Linked DNA regions of Anser cygnoides: region 1 is linked to region 2. A link is a contact called in public Hi-C data. All regions are on one chromosome and are shown on one strand. The core of a region is the stretch at or near the end of the contact, and the rest is flanking DNA. Distances in the headings are between cores, read along the strand shown.

The links. Hi-C and Micro-C count contacts between places; a contact is called where the count stands out from the background.
Region 1: a contact with region 2 is called in a Hi-C map of liver, with 1.9 times the contacts expected there. The contact joins the promoter of RTCB here to the promoter of TIMP3 in region 2. A contact is called at or near these places in 3 of 7 Hi-C or Micro-C datasets (granulosa cells and liver).

Annotation. Positions count from the first base shown.
Region 1 is chr1:58,065,100-58,068,646 of Taihu_goose_T2T_genome, reverse strand. It overlaps RTCB (RNA 2',3'-cyclic phosphate and 5'-OH ligase), which reads right to left and starts at 1,676. Exons shown (of 12, transcript XM_048071268.2): 1 at 1,514-1,676; 2 at 1,345-1,423; 3 at 1,106-1,173. The coding sequence starts at 1,606. LOC106035898 (BPI fold-containing family C protein) reads right to left here. Exons shown (of 16, transcript XM_013181014.3): 16 at 2,223-2,641. The coding sequence ends at 2,600.
Region 2 is chr1:57,914,143-57,917,659 of Taihu_goose_T2T_genome, reverse strand. TIMP3 (TIMP metallopeptidase inhibitor 3) reads left to right here and starts at 1,712. Exons shown (of 5, transcript XM_013180857.3): 1 at 1,712-2,145. The coding sequence starts at 2,022. All of the region lies in intron 8 of SYN3 (synapsin III), which reads right to left.

The DNA.
Region 1 (3,547 bases), core at 427-2,926, 150 kb before region 2:
TACTGAACATGAAAAAGATAATTTTCACACTGTAGTTTAAGCTTACTGAAGAGTGGTACAGCTTAGTACGCTCCTCCGACATCCTTCTGCTTCATTTCTAAAATGTGTGGGGCCAGGTAAAAGAGTGTTGAATGCAGGGGAAGGCTCACTGCCAACGCTAGGGCAGCGATGATAACACAGACAACACTGTCACCTTCTGCTGTCTCCTCGCTTCCCCAGGCACTGCAGGTCAGCAGGGACGACTCAGAAACAACAAACTGACCGTACCAGCAGTGGAGAAAAGGCGGCTAAAGCAAATTGAAATAGCCAAAAATAGCAAAGCCAAACAGGCTTCGTGTAAAAAGGCAATCGGTGAATCTTAGAAGGGCTCGAGTTGGAAGGGACCTTGAAGACCACCTAGTTCCAGTGCCTCATCCAACCTGGTCTTGCACACCTCCAGGGATGGCGCATTCACCACCTCTCTAGGTAACCTGTTCCAGTGCCTCACCACCCCGTGAGTGTAGAATTTCCCCCTAACCTCCAATCTAAATCTCGGCTCTTTTAGTTTAAAACTATTCTCTCTTGTCCTGTCGTTATCTGAGCAAAGCGCTGCTCTCCTTTTTTTTTATAAGCCCCCTTTAAGTACTGAAAAGCTGCAATGAGGTCACCCCAGAGCCTTCTCTTCTGTAGGCTGAACATCCCCAGCTATCTCAGCCTTTTTCGTAGGAGAGGTGCTCCAGCCCCTTGATCATCTTTGCGGCCCTCCTCTGGATCTGTTCTAACAGCCCCACATCCTTCTTGTGCTGGGGGCCCCAGACCTGGATGCAGTACACCAAGTGGGGCCTCACAAGGGCAGAGCAGAGGGGGACAATCCCCTCCCTCACCCTGCTGGCCACTCCGCTTTTGATGTGGCCCAGGATCCACTTGGCCTTCTGGGCTGCAAGCGCACAGAAGTAAGTGAAGAGAATACCTTCATTTCTGACAAGCTAATTTTACAGCCTGTCCTTGCAATCACTCCTTACTCAGAGACAGGTTCCTAACACGCCAACCATCCTAAAACCAGCTTTGGTCCACAGCTCTTCCCACAATGGAGCAGCAAAGAGCATTTTCCGAAGCAGTTACTCACGTGAACGATGCCAGGTAACGCTGCCACGTTCCCAATCTGCTTCATAGCAGGCAAAAACCCACCCGCACCTAAAAAAAAAAAAAAAAAAAGAAAAGAGTGAAAAAAGTGTAAAAAAATCTGATAAATTACTACAACGAGGCACCTTGTACGTGGCCTGCTCATACCCCGGGGCTCCCCCACAGCCGGCCCAGGGCTGGCTCTGAGGGGGCAGCGGGCCCACACCACACCACGGCACTCACCCCCACCACGGCAGGCGTTGCGCAGCTCCTCGAACATCAGCTTCTCCAGCGGGTCGTTCACGTAGAAAACACCCTCCACCTGCGGGGATGGGGGGGGTGGAGAGCCGTCAGCGCGACCGGGCCCCGCCGGGCCTTCCCCCCCCCCCAACCCCGAGCCCTCCCCACGCACGTGCATGTTGGGCACGAAGCCCTTCTTGATCCGCCAGCAGTTCTTGTCCAGCTTGTCCAGGAACTGCAGCTCGTCGTTGTAGCTGCGGCTCATGGCGGCGCCCTCCCGATCCCGATCCCGCTCCCCGCCGCCACCTCAGCCCCGCCGGTAAGAGCGGACGGCGGCCGCCCAGGGACAAATCCTCCTCCGCCCGGCTCCCCCTGGCGGTGTAGGGCCGGGCTGCCGCCGTCCCCAAACGTCTGTGTGGGGGATGGAGGGAGGTAACGCGGAGCAGGCCCGCTGGGCTGGCGGCACGGAAGGGGAAAGGCCTCGCACCGAAGTGCGGGGAGAATAAAGTACCTCTGCACCCCGGGGAACGCTGACGAAGACGGTGCAGAATTAGGCTTTTAAGAGAAACGCGCACCGAAACGTTCAAGGATTGTAGCTGAGGTGGCTAAGCAATGTCATGTGGGGGATTTTGGAGCCACCAGGGGAGAGGGGCTATCAAAAAGCCCTAAAGACATGAAAACAGTCAGCCCTTGGTCTCTTGAACCCATATAATAGAATCGCTTTTGCAGCTTTGTTAACATTTATGGTAGTAGTTTAGTTCCCACTGTAGGCAGGACAGTTCCCCATCTGGTGTAGCTCTGGAGAGTGCTCACAACGTATTTAATGCATCACCTTGAAAAGGAAGTTACTTGAGATTATTATAGTCAAAACAGTAGTAGACATGCCTGCCTTAGCTACATTTTGACAATGTACTTTTTCTTCACTTGAGAGACTATAGCATCTTCCAGGAAGTGTGTAGACAAGACTTTATTTCAAGAGAGGCATTAATCTTTTTAAAAACAGTTTTACATCAGATAAACTCCAGAATAAATAATGCCAGGCATGCATCTTGCTTGCCCCTGAGTCTGCTTGTTATCACCCTTGTGAAGCCTAACCATTTCTCCAGATTTCTGAGCACTCCCTCCCACCCCACCAAACCAGGCCACTGCTCTCATCAGGACTCAGGTGAGATGTTTCAGGAGAAGTATACAGTTGTTCAGCCTTCAGAGTCACTTTATTGATTTAAATTCATGCCTAACAAATGGTCACTCTTCTCCTTTAATAGTTGTAGTGAACATCAGTAGAAATCAACACATAGCCCTGCAGGAAGAAGAACAGTCACTGAATGCTATGAATTACAGAATATTTTAGTTATTTATTAAATTCAACTCTATCCTAATGTTAAAAAAAACCAAACAAAAAATACTGAAAACAGTTGAGACTTTTTACTTCCAAGTTCTACTAAACGGTCCTTCAAACTTTCATCGCCTAGTGTGCTATCCCTTTGTGTCATGCTAGCAATGGAAGAGACATCTAAAGATCATCCAGCCTACCCAGGAAAGTTCATTTGAGCCTTGAGGCAGCTAGACAATCATCACAAAGTGGGATTATCTTTTTTTTAAACCTAATTTGAGCCATTTTAGAATTAGTCATGTAATCTAAATTTGCCCTTTGGGCTTCCCCCATTGTCAGTGCATACAGGGCAACAAACCTTCAGAGAGCAGTCCACCACAGTCTAATATACTTATCTCTGAAAAGCATGAAGAACTGTCTTCCTTCCTCTCAACTACAGCCAACAGACTAGAACTGGAAGTGGAGACTATAGAGTTACCTTTTACTTGGGAAACCCATTCACACTGAACAGTTCTCCTGTGTCCTCTCAATTCTCGTTACTGACAAGAAGAGTGACTAGAGAAAGTGAGGTGTGGAATGGGTCCCACAAAACCACTAAAATCCTTCATAATTAGTCTATAAGGTTGTTGGCAACTAGTGTTACCTAAAGCAGTCTCCAAACAATAATTTGTAGGGATTGCATACCAGGCTGCTGCAAGGTACATATTTTTCACTCTTTCTTTGCAACACAATCTTGGCATTTCCTTTTCTGAGTTGTGCTTTGTGCTTAGCAGGTATTGTGTGATTTGGAGAATAACCAGAAGGCAAAGAATATTTCCTGAGAGCTTGCTAACTACTTTTGGTTAATAGTCTCAGCCAATATCAGCAGTTGTT
Region 2 (3,517 bases), core at 463-2,962:
ACACACCTCATTTTTCTCCCGTGTTACTCCACTGAGGTCAGTGGGGTTGTTCCTTGTTTACACCCAGTAAAATGGAAATGACAGTCCAATCTGACAGATTCAGCTTCAGCTGCAGTACCTCCAGCTGACAGCCCAAATACCTAAGGAGTTTTTCGCAGGGGTGTTCTCGTACTGCGATTTGAAGCCAAATGATTCTGACAGTGACATACCTAAATCTAAAGCCTTGTTTAATGCCCTAGCTCATACGTACTTCTATGACCCATTATCACCTCCACACCATCTGATTTTTTTTTTTCACTGCATTCACTAACAGACATTCCTGTGAAGCTCCATCACCATTATCCCCATTACATGGATTGGGATTTGAAGCACAGCGAGACGAAGCTGTCACACAGGTTGGCTGTGTCACAGCGAGGAGAGGAACCTGCATTTTCCTCTGTTTGCTTTGCAACCTTGATCACTGCTAGCAACACCCATCTCGATGCTTTTGTATACCCATGCTCCAAATAAAAGCCTGTGTTTCCATAAGACTGGAGGTTTTAATTTTATAGGGATGGCGTGATTCAAGAAAAGGTGTAGTCAGGCTGTGCTTCACCCAGATGGAGAAGAATTGTAAATCTAAAGACTTAGCTGACTATTTAGAAATTTAGGACAGCTGGTCCCTGGCCTTTAATACCAGCATAATTTATAACTAGACATGCTTAAGTCTTGTAAACCCCATGGAAAGTACTCTGACATTATATATACTGGTTTGATACTGTGATTAATCGCCCCTCGGTCCCCTCTGCAGGATAATGAGGATGTCTGTATCCTGCAGCTGGCAATCTCCTTCGTCGCAGCCCCGGCTCTACTATAACATTTACATTTCTACAGCTGATAGAAATTTACTGTTCCAAAAGGGGATAAGGGAAAACAAAACAAACAGGACTTTTCTATAAATTCTGCTAAAGCTGCTCTGCTAAAACACACTTCGAGATTAAATGTCGGGAGTGCCCGGGCAGATGTGACCAGCGACTGAAAAGTCGCTGACTGAAAATCCTGAGGAGGGGAAGAGAAGGGGAATGGGTGGTGGCAGGGTGGCAGGAGAAGGAGCATTTGAGGGGGATGAAAATACACAGGATGAAATCCTGGCTAAGGTCTCGTCCTTCTTCTCCATCCGCTGCGTGCTGAGAGGGGAAAAGCAGCAACGCGCAGTGCTCCCCTTGCGTTTTCTGGTTGCTCCATGAGAGCACTTTACAGCACTACTCCCTTTCACCTCCTCCAGCTTTAAAAAACACTTTACAGCCAGCCGAGACCGCCCGGAGGGGAACAGCCCGAGCTTGGAAAGCGAACCCCGGAGGGCTTCGGGGACGTTTCTGCCCGTCCTCCGGGCTGCCACCCTGAGGGGAGGCAGACCCCAGCGGGGCTCGGGGGGACCAAAGCCGGGCAGGGGGGACCAGAGCCGTGCAGGCACTGAGGGGGTCTCTCAGTAAACCCGGGGAGGGGGCACGGCCAAGTTTCTGCGGGACGGGGACGGCTTGGCGAGCTTCCCCTCAGGGCGGCCGGCGGCGCAGGTAACCGCCCGCCCAAACGGCCGCACTATTCCCTATAAGGCGCTGAAGCGGCGGCCGCGGCCCCTCCCCGTCCCGCCGGCCGCTCCCGCCGATGAGGTAATGCGGGGCTCCCATTGGCCGGCGGCGGCGGCGGCGGCACTGCCCGCGGCCCGAGCGGGCGCGATCGGGGCTATAACTCGGCGCCGTGCCGCGCCGCGCCGCGCAGCGACGTCGTGCACCGTGCAGCAGCGGCGGCAGCAGCGGCAGCGCGCACCGTGCGGCAGCGTGCACCAGTGCATCGCCTTGCACCAGTGCATCGCCTTGCACCAGTGCATCGCCTTGCACCGCGCTCTCGGGCTTGCACCGTCCCGTCCAGCGAAGAGGGGCAGCGTTGTGCAAAGGGAGGCTCCTAGGAAAGGAGGCTCCTAGGAAAGGAGGCTCCTGCCCTCTCGCTCCGCACAAGCGAAGGGGTGAGCCCCGGGGGGCATCATGACGGCGTGGCTCGGCTTCCTCGCCCTGGCTCTCTGCAGCTGGAGCCTGCGGGACGCCGTGGTGGAGGCTTGCACTTGCGTCCCCATCCACCCGCAGGACGCTTTCTGCAACTCCGACATCGGTGAGTGCCGCCGACGGAGCCTCCTCGGTTTGTGGGGGGAGAGGCGAGACCCCGGGGCTCCGTCCCCGGCCCGAAACGGGGCGGTGGGCGGCGGGGGGAGGCGTTGGGGCGAGCCCTGGGGGCTGCATGCGAGAGGAATCGGTGGTGTCCCCAGGGCACCTGGCGAGCGGGGCGCATGGGCGAGGGTTTCTGGCACCTCCGCAGGTGGTTTGAGTGGTGTGAAGGGTGCCGGGGGGCTTCACAATACTGGTACCCACACCTGGCTGATGCCAGAGTCTGCAAAGAAACCCCCCCGGTAGGTGCTGTGGGAGTCTGACAGGACATCGGTTCTCACTTTGGCGGGGCACCCGTTACCACGAGCCCTGCCAGTGGCTTTAAAGTTGGCCAAACTTGCTGGCAAAATCATTCTGTCTCCTGCCTTTAACTCCTCTGTACCAACACCGTGGCTGTGCGCGGTTATCCGTGTCTGGTCTCTGTGGAGCGTCTGCTCCTGAGTGCCAGAAAAAGCCACTGCAGGTTCAGCTTCCCTGCCTGATGAGAGCCTGGAAAATATTTATAAAACAGTTTTAGACTGGGGAATCCTTCCAGGAAACTGCGCTGTTCAAAGCTCTGCTTGTTACTGCCTCTTCTTTAGCCTGGATCAACAAGCGTGCCACCGACGTGCCGCAGCCAGGAGCTTGTCCTTGCTGTGAAAGTAAGGCTGGGAGACCATTTTTGCACAGCTAAAGCTGCACACACAGCGTGTGGCCTTCGTTTGCTGCGTTTTGGGAGCGGGTCTGCTTTCCTGCTCCGCTCAGGTCATGCTGGAGCAGATCGGGGCTGTTTTCAGTTCAGTTTTAAGAAAGCTGATGTTAAATAAGTTGTTGTTGTGAACAGACCCTGATGCCAGTGAATTTCTGCCAGATGGGTAAATGGCTAGGAGCAGGGCAAACTGCTAAGTTTCACATGGCAGCGCTCCTAAACTTTGGGGCGTGAAGTTTTCCTGTTTATTGCTTGGGCTTCTGATGGAGTTCAAAGTCATGTCCGTCACCTTCCTGCTCTCTGCCCTGCAGTCTTCGTTGTATCTCGTGCCTTGGCTTTGCTCGGGGTTGTGGCAGCTCTCAGGCTGATGCCAGGGGGGGGTCGTGATGCCTGCAGGCATCCTGGTAGTGCAGAGAAGCACGCGGGGAAAGAGCAGCTTGAGCTGGAAGATGACTTACGTGCACGTTTGGTTAAGACCTCAGTTCTCGGTGATAGGCTGAAGCAAAAGAAAATCCTTTGCTCGAACGTGCTAAATTTGCTAGAACTGTCTGGAAAATGTGATGCTCCTGCAGGCTGATTTTTAGCAAACGCTGTCACGTTTTTTTTTTTTTTTTTTTTTTTTTATGGCAAA